3 separate regions of the Mus musculus genome follow, and all the other regions are linked to region 3. Evidence: chromatin contacts called from public HiChIP or PLAC-seq and promoter capture Hi-C data. All regions are on one chromosome and are shown on one strand. Each heading gives the region's core, a stretch centred on a gene start, on an enhancer-like site or on the middle of the called end of the contact. The rest is flanking DNA. Distances are from core to core; before and after follow the strand shown.

What was found. Promoter capture Hi-C pulls out the DNA fragments that hold promoters and counts their contacts. HiChIP or PLAC-seq counts read pairs in DNA pulled down with a chosen protein or histone mark.
Region 1: a promoter capture Hi-C map of liver shows a contact between it and region 3, with 2.2 times the contacts expected there. The contact joins the enhancer-like site here to the promoter of Kpna4 in region 3. A contact is called at or near these places in 2 of 39 promoter capture datasets (cranial neural crest and liver) and 4 of 115 datasets of contacts at active chromatin or transcription factors (embryonic stem cells, large pre-B cells, microglia and 1 more).
Region 2: an H3K27ac HiChIP or PLAC-seq map of embryonic stem cells shows a contact between it and region 3, with 3 times the contacts expected there. The contact joins the enhancer-like site here to the promoter of Kpna4 in region 3. A contact is called at or near these places in 1 of 39 promoter capture datasets (pre-B cells) and 12 of 115 datasets of contacts at active chromatin or transcription factors (the 230-238 cell line, the NIH/3T3 cell line, the SCID.adh cell line and 4 more).

Annotation. Positions count from the first base shown.
Region 1 is chr3:69,663,240-69,666,217 of GRCm38.p6, forward strand. No RefSeq gene overlaps it. Among named protein-coding and RNA genes, the nearest start is that of Nmd3, 57 kb to the right of the region's middle. Within about 2 kb of position 1,627, at least 2 of the 459 cell types and tissues checked have an H3K27ac peak or open chromatin away from gene starts, as enhancers often do. A contact at or near this core is called in liver, where this site is marked.
Region 2 is chr3:69,754,030-69,756,758 of GRCm38.p6, forward strand. No RefSeq gene overlaps it. Among named protein-coding and RNA genes, the nearest start is that of Nmd3, 33 kb to the left of the region's middle. Within about 2 kb of position 1,337, at least 32 of the 459 cell types and tissues checked have an H3K27ac peak or open chromatin away from gene starts, as enhancers often do. A contact at or near this core is called in embryonic stem cells, where this site is marked.
Region 3 is chr3:69,125,775-69,128,505 of GRCm38.p6, forward strand. It overlaps Kpna4 (karyopherin (importin) alpha 4), which reads right to left and starts at 1,318. Exons shown (of 17, transcript NM_008467.4): 1 at 958-1,318. The coding sequence starts at 1,026.

The DNA.
Region 1 (2,978 bases), core at 377-2,876, 540 kb after region 3:
GAGCTAATTAATTAATTAATGAAAAAAAAAGACAGTCCCAGTAGTAAGTTAGAAGTCAACTTGGACTATATGAAACCATGACTCTAAAATAAATGCAAAACAAAATTTTATGATAAATGTGTTTTACCAATGAAAAGTAAGTGGGCAATATTACAAAGAGACTCATGCTTCCTTTTCTGACCATGGAAAAGGAAGTAAGAGTTGATTATACCCACGAAGTCTATAGAACCTGATTTCTCTCTCATATGTGGCCTTTTGTTTCTGTCCTTTCCATTCATAATATTTGAAAAAGACAATTTTGTTAGAATGAAACTTGAAATGATGCTTTGTTGTTATCTGATTTCTTCTATAGTTTAACTTTCCACTTACTTTTCTAAACTAAACTCTGATGGAACACCAAAATAACAGAACAAATAAAGGTTTTGTCCCTAATAACTTAAACTATACTAATACAAGATTGTAACTATAAAATAAAACTTGTCAAAGAAAAAAAGTAAAAGATAAGAAATTATTTCAAACATTTTAAGCATCATATTAGCATTTCATACAGTACAGATGCCTCTAAACACAGGGGAAAACATGTAGTCAACATGGTTAAAGAATGGGTTTGGTTGGTTAAAATGCCTGCTTCCTTCTTCTGCTGCCATAACTCTTTAGGACATACATTGTGACCTTGACTATTTTAACTTTCAATATAATACTCATTATATTTATACATCACACATAAATGCTCTGTTGGATATAGAAGGTAGAAAACTGAAACTTCAAGCTTGGATAGCAACAGACACTAGAACTTGATCTGGTCCAGGGACTCACTCTTTACTTTTCTCTCTCCTGAAGACTGCTTTCTTGACCACTGCATCTCATCTTTATCAGAGCATAAGAATGAGCACAATGGGGCTTAAAATAATATTTAGTCTCTGGGTGCACAAAATGTGATGGTTTGTCAACAGGAGGGATCATGAGCTCAGTGGGGGACCTGGACCTGGACCTGGAGGAGTATCTGTAAGGCTGACTGAGAATGAGAACTTCTGTGATTGTGGAATGACAGTGGGTATGCCTCTGAAGGAGTATCTGAAGCAGAAAGAGTTGCCCTCCATCCGAGCCACACCTTCTGGTGGCAGCTCTCCAAACATCATCCAGACCTCCAGTGTCAGATTGAGACTGCTTCCTGGACGTATAGCCCCTGGGCAGAGGTGTTCTTTGACATTGCATACAAGAAGAAAGATAACAAGAGAGCAAAGTACATGTAAGTTTACCTCATCACTTTTGGCATGTCTGACCTCTGGCGAGGACAGAACTGCCAAGAGAACCAAGGTCAAGAAGCCAAGTTTCTGCCCTAACCATACAGGCTAGTTTCTGTCTCCATTCTCGTCATTCTGATAGCATCTGAAGCCCCTCACAGAAACACCTGCCCACCAGATGTTCCCAACAACCTACTTCAGTATGCTTTTTGTAGAACACCTTTTATGTATTATTTGGTTATTTCCTACAAGCACACAATGTATCTTGATCATACAAACAACGTCTTCCTCATGTGCCACTCAGACACCTACACCCAAGTCTATTTTCCACTTTCATGTCATTTTTTGTTCCCTGTTTTGCTGCTTGCTGGAATGTTGACTGATCGTGTTGGCTTGACTTTGGCATGTAACCATCCTTCAGTGAGTTCATGAGTACAGGAGTCACACCGTGTCCAGAAGATGGCACTTCATAACATGCTTCATCTCTTAGTTCTTACATTCTTTCTGTTCACCATGCCTTGATGTTCCCTTAGGTACCCACAACAGTCACTTAGTCTTGTCACTTTAACCCATTATATGTCTTCTGCGGTGCTAGCCACTGCAGAGAGAGGTTTCTCTAGCAAAGGCTGAAGGAAGCACTAATCTATATGTATAAACAAAAAATACTTCAAAAGCATTTTGGCAACATGTTTATTTAGCAAAACAACAGTAGTAGTGTTCCTGCCCCACCTACAACCTATCCCACCCCCACCACCCACCCTGTCCTTAGGGCCTATGCCATGGGCTTTTAACCTGGCTTACAATGTAGTAGGAATTCTTCCTATGGAGGAGGCATCAGATCCAGTTAGAAAGCTGTCATCTTCAGAACCTTACTACCACTATTACACCAGTGGATGCATTTTGTCTGACATGTCAGTATTGTAGCATTCAAGGTCCAGCAGTTGGATCAATGTGTTTTCAGTGTGCCTTGGTTTATGACTTTGTTCTATTAATATAAAAACATATGCAACTCTTGCTGTATTGGAGTGTAGTATTAAGGGCAAACTAAATCTGTGTTTCCTGGGTTATGGTCATTCATAGTTGGTTCCAGAATAATCTCTCTCCCTTTGAGGACAAAGCTATGTGTCTTCATCAGCATCATCCTGTGTATCAGAAGATGGTGGATGGGATAGATAAGGTCATTTTTACATGCTAGAGGGCACATCTGTATGACAGAGTATGAAAAGGAATCTGCACATAAATACTGTCATCAGCTTGCACAGACATTCTGCCAATAGTTTATTTGTTCTGAATTAACTTTTGATGTAGATGACGCATTGGGAATATTACAAGACTCAAAGATTTCCCTCCTTCCACTGTGTGCATACCAGGAATCAAACTCCATCATCATCATCAGACTTGGCCTTTAGGTGCTGAGCCTTCCTGATACCCCTGGGATATGATGTTTTAAAAGCCCCATGCAGTTTAATGTGAGATAAATATCCATTAAATATTTTAATTTATTTCTTAAATTTATAAAAACATTTTAATGTTAATTTACCCTCTGTACTTATGTAATAATTATAATAGTAATCAATACAGATGTATAAAACCTTAAAGTCTTATATATGCAGAGTTTAATATACATAATATTGTTGCACAGAAATGTGAAAAATTGATAATAATGGACATTTAATCATATAATAAAACATACTAGGATTAAGCTTGGCCGTGGAAGTAGAATACAAATATAAG
Region 2 (2,729 bases), core at 87-2,586, 630 kb after region 3:
CCTGGCCTTTTGTCACATGTTCAAATAATTTGACCAGTTCCAGGAAAGCAGGCCTTGATGAAGGCAAGAGATCTATCTGTCTAGATATCTTTTATTGCAAAGTAGTGTGCTGAAAATACTCAGCGAATTCTAATGATGTTGAGGCTGGGGAAAAGGCATAATTTTCAGTGACTAAGCGCTTAGGGGTGGGGTAGTCTGAGTAGCTATGTTTTTCTAGCAGGGCTGCCTGCTTTTAATGTGCTGGGATTAGCACATTAGGTGTGCTTCTTAGACATTGCCAACTTTCAGTTCACATAAGTGGGTACCTATAGCTTCTTCACAGTACTTTGAGGTAATATGCATTAGCGCTAGTTTATGAAGTGTGAAATAAGCAATTCTAGGCTGGGCTTGTGGTGCAGATAGAGAAATCATAGGGCATAGCTCAGTACTATAGCACCTGTCTAACATGCCTGAAGCCCTCGTTTCAGTCCACACTAGCACAAGACAGAAAAAGAAACTGTTTTTTCAGTCATCTTACCTTCTACTTTTGAGTATCTGGGTGTGTGTGTGTTTTCTGTATTTTGCTGGGGATCAAACCCAGGGCCTTAAGCATGCTAGATGGATTTCTTATTATCCTGTAAATTGACTCCTCCCCCTCCCCTTCCTTCAGAAGAAAATCATTGTGTACAGCTCATAGCTAAGAGGAAGTGAGTTTTTCTACTCCTGAAAGTAAAGTCCATAAACTATTTGAAATTGATGCACATGGGAGACTTGTCCTGTGTACTATTCAATCATTTAACTCGGTATGGATTCTGGGGTATATCTTGTTAGAATTATCCTAGCTTTAGCCATTGAGACCTCAGTAACTTCCTGTAGTCTTCTGATTGGCATATGTGTTTGTGCTGAGCATTTTTTTTACATTTTGGAATTACAAAATGCCAATGCTTTGTCTTGTGTATTTACACACTAGAGTCAGCAATTTTTCTTACATCTTAACTATATTTACTGGAAAGCAGTTCAATAAACCATTATCTAGGCAATAGGTATGCAAGAATCTACTTGACTGTGCATATACCCGATTCTAATAACACACCCGGCATCCTAAGGCTATTATATACACGTCTGTACACACAGACTGCACCTTGCAACCTAGGCCCCCTTACCCGCATTGGGTTACACACTCCATTCTAAACAATGGGATCCATGTCTCTTACCCTTAACAACCATCAACTATAGACATCCTATTCAGTCATATTCCAGTATGTCCTGGTACAAGAAGGTCAGATCTGGCCTAACCCAATTTCTGAAGCTCTCTGTAGCTCCTTGACGGTCCATAAGATGGCAGTCCCAGCTAACCCTCGACCACAGCATTTTGACTTGAAGACACTCAAGCAAGACATGTCTGGGCATCTCACCCACAGAAGCTAAAATAGCAGGTGCTATTTTAATCGTTAAATCTATGGGGGTGGGTATTGTCTGTTGGCTGGCAAAACTTATATGTATGCTCAAGGTCTGCAGTTTTCTATCAGTATACAAGGGTTTCTCTTTTTTGACTTTGGCAAACACTTTTATAATATTATAGGGTTTTCCATTTTAATTTTTTGTCAGCTTGGAAGGTGACAAAAGTAGTGTTCATTTTAATTACATTTGTTAGATTACATATTGAATAACCTTTCATTATCTAGATACTTGAGATTCCATTTCTGAGTGTTGATTTGAAGATATTTCTTACATAAGTAGCTCTTGATGGTTTTGGACATTGATATATCCTGATGTTTTTGCCTTTTTTTGCTAAACAAGTTTCACTTTGACGTAGTTAACAGTCATACATTGTTTTTGTTAAGATTTACATCTTATTAGGTAGGACCACTGACGTCTGAAATTTAGATTTTCAAATAGTACAAAGGCCTTTGTATTATAGATTGTTGAGAATGTAGCTGAAGAGATGAGATGGCCCAGTGGTTAGGAGAATTGGCTGCTCTTCAGAGGTCCCCAAGGTTCTATTCCCAAAACCCACATAGTAGTTCACAACTCTTCAACAACCCTGCACTTCCAGTTCCAGGAGATCTGTTACCCTTTTCTGGGCATCAGGCATACGTGCGACACATAGATGTCTGTGCTAGCTAGACACCTGTATACAAAATAAAAAAATAAAAGGAGTTAAGAAGCCAGGTGCGGTGGTGCATGCTTTTAATCCCATTTTGGGGAGTCACAGCTACTTAAGCTGCTATAAGCAAACTGTTGAGGGCTGCTATGATGACTCAGTGGCACCAAGCTTCATGTCCTCAATTCAATCCCTGGCACCCACATGTTGAAAAATTAGCCCTGATTATGGAAATATGAAAAATAAAAATATTGTTGAATGACTTGAAGTCTGGTTGAGTATTGCTTGCATAATTTGAATTTTCATGTGTGCTATCATGCTGTCTTGTCTGAATGCCACTGCCTAGTGCTTTATAAGTAATTTGAACCATTCGCAGTGTGTATTTAAATGAAGTATATAGCCTTTGAGTAAGTGAATGGTATGAATTTTGGCCTTCTGAAACTAAGATAATGAAGTATGTTACCAAATAATAGAAATGTTTTCCTACCTTTAGTTTTTAAGTGAAGCCCGTTGGGCAATGGCCTTAAGGCTAGTTAGAATGTCCACCAGGTGGCAGTAATGACTGACTGATGATACTGAAAGGCACTTTACCAATCAGTCGTCAAGAAACACCGTGTGAGGCTTCCTCCTTGGGAAATCTCTCCGT
Region 3 (2,731 bases), core at 68-2,567:
CTTGACTTTTTTTTTAAATTCCCTATATTAAAAAAAAAAGTCACAATGGAAAGAAACTGTGTGCTTAATACATCGAACCTTGGAAGCAACTGTGTCTATGACAACGAAGCCTTCTTCCCCCCTTTAAAATAATACGTGATGGTGTCAGTCCATAGCCTACCGGATTCCTCACTGCCACCACCACCAGGAGGTGGAGAGAAAGGATACCGAGAAGACTAGGGGATGACAGCTTTGTATAACCCTTTGGACTTTTCTATGTAAGAATGCAAACTGGTGGTCTCTTCTCAGAGAGGAGTAAAAAGATCTGTGGACAAGCTCAAATAAGGCGGTGGAGGCAGGTGATCTTTTGACTGGAAAGGGACACATCGTGAGCCACATCTTTGAATCAGCTAGGACCAAACTGAAACCCAGGCCGCTGGAAGGCACTGCTTAGCATCACCAGGACCGCCTCTCGCGGCGGGGGTGGCTTTTTTTTCTTTCTTTCTTTCTTTCTTTCTTTCTTTTTCTCCAGCGGAGAAGTTGACTCCTGTAGTTTGGACATTGAAGTAAAACCAGAGTCGGGGCGATTAGGAAAACCTGCATGTGGAGGCGTCTCGGGCCCGGAGAAGTTCCGAGGTCGCCGCTCGCTCCCCCATCGCCCTCCACCCGCGACGCTTGGCGTCGGGGGCTCGAGCAGAGCCTGAGCTTCCGCCGCTGCGGGGCCTCCGCCGCGGCTGATATGCCCGCCGCCCTCACCCGTGTCTGGCCGGCTCGACAGGACAGGCCTAGGCCGCACCCGGCGGGCCCCGGCGCTGTCGCCGGCGGAGGCGGAGCAGGCCCGGCACAAACTTCCCGGCGCGGCGCCCGCGTCACGGCCGCTCGCCCGCCCGCCCAGCGCCATGCCGGCCGCCGCGCCCGCCCGACTCCGTACGCACCCCGCGTCCCGCCGGGGGCCGGAGGCCGCGGACCCCACTGTACCTCCAAGTCACGGCCTTTGTTCTTAAAATTCTTGAGCCGTTGGTTGTCCAATTTCTCGTTGTCCGCCATGGCCGGGCCGGCGACTCTCCCCACCCGCCCGGGCCCCGCGGGATCCGCCCCAACCACCGCGCCGCACAGACGCTCCCAGGAAGCCGGCCGCCGCCTGCGTCGCCCGCCCGTCCGCTCGCTTCCTCTCGCCCGCCGGGCCTCCGCTTCCTGGCTGGCCTCTCCTGCCCTGAGCTCGGGTACCACAGCAGCTCTGGCGAAGACGACTGCGGGGCCAGCGGCGGCGGCGGCAACGGCGGCGGAATGTGCTGCCGGCTGAGAGGGGGAGGCAGCCTCGATCTGAGGGCCCGGCTTTACGGCCACGCCCATCGCCGCCAACCCGGTCCGCCGATTGGCCGGCCGGGCTCCGGAGTGCTTAGCCAATCAAAAGGGACGATGGAGAGCGGGGGACGGAAGAGCGAAAGGAAAGGGGAAGGGAGAGTCTGGGGCAGGAAAGGGACGGGGCGCAGGAGCTTGGGAGGGGAGGGGTCACGCGCGGAGGGAGAAACCCGAGGCAGCCGAAGAGCAGCAGATCCGGGAGCGGGCGGGGATGGGCAGGGTGTAGTGGTCCTGGTTATGGTGGGATGATTCCCGGGGTGGCTTTAGATGTTGGGGTTCTGAACTTCGTTCTTTTCTCCCCCGGTGTTACTTGAGCGCTTCATTCACTTTGGAAGGCAAAGAGGTGTGTCTAAGCTACATGTGAAGTCCTAAACCCTGAGTCCTGTTCTGGGAACTGCGAACCAACCTAGGACCCGGCATCGTGGCTAGGACTGACTACGGTGATGTGCATTCTGAAAACTGAAGGGAAAGCTAGAGGGACCCGGTAGGAAAAGGAAGGTAGAAGGTTCGCAACAGGTAGAAACTTGAGAAAAATTGGTCCTTCCCTAATACCCCCATTTTGAGCAGTTTCTCTTGGGAAATTAAACTGCTTGATCACAAAGTATTAATTTATAGAGAATGACGACTATGAGCCATGACATAGCAAATGCAACATTGTGACTCTTGATAAAGGAAGTTAATCCCAAAGAAACCTCTTAACCAGGAACATTGTAACCAAAGGCGGATGTAAAACAGGTACAAAAGAGCCTCTCAAATTTTTCAGAATCGCTCCGGGCCGGTGACTCGGTTTGTAATCGTAGCTACTGGGCAAGAGGAGGAGCTGTTAAAGTAGCCCAAGAGCAAGGCCAGCCAGAGCAAGAGTCCAAAGCCACTTCGAGCAGTTTAGTGACACTTCCCCTCTTCTCTTGCGGGTTCATCTCAAGATAAATTAATAATAATAATAATAATAATAATAATAATAATAATAGAAATACAACTCATTGGAAGAAGCTAATTATGCTGGAGGCCCTAGGCTCAGAAAAGAGAGTGAGGACATGTTTTCAAAACTATATTTAAGCTGAGCATAGTGATCCACACGTTAAATCTAGCAAAGGCAGGTGGAGATGAGTTTGAGGCCAGCTGAGCTACATCATAATACCCTGTCTAAAAACAAACAAATGTGTGTGTTCATTTATCAATTATTAGTTCCCCAAATTGTGTGGTTTTTGTGAAGCAGTGGCAGTTCAGAGTCAGAAGGAAGAGGAAAGCTAAATGTGTCTGAACTTGGCAAAAAACTCTATTACAAAACCCTTTGGGAACATTTGGCTTCTGGTTCTTTCTGGTATATTTTGTTTGGGCAGAACCACATGCAGAAATGAATGTTTAGGATGCGAATATTTTATAAACCCCT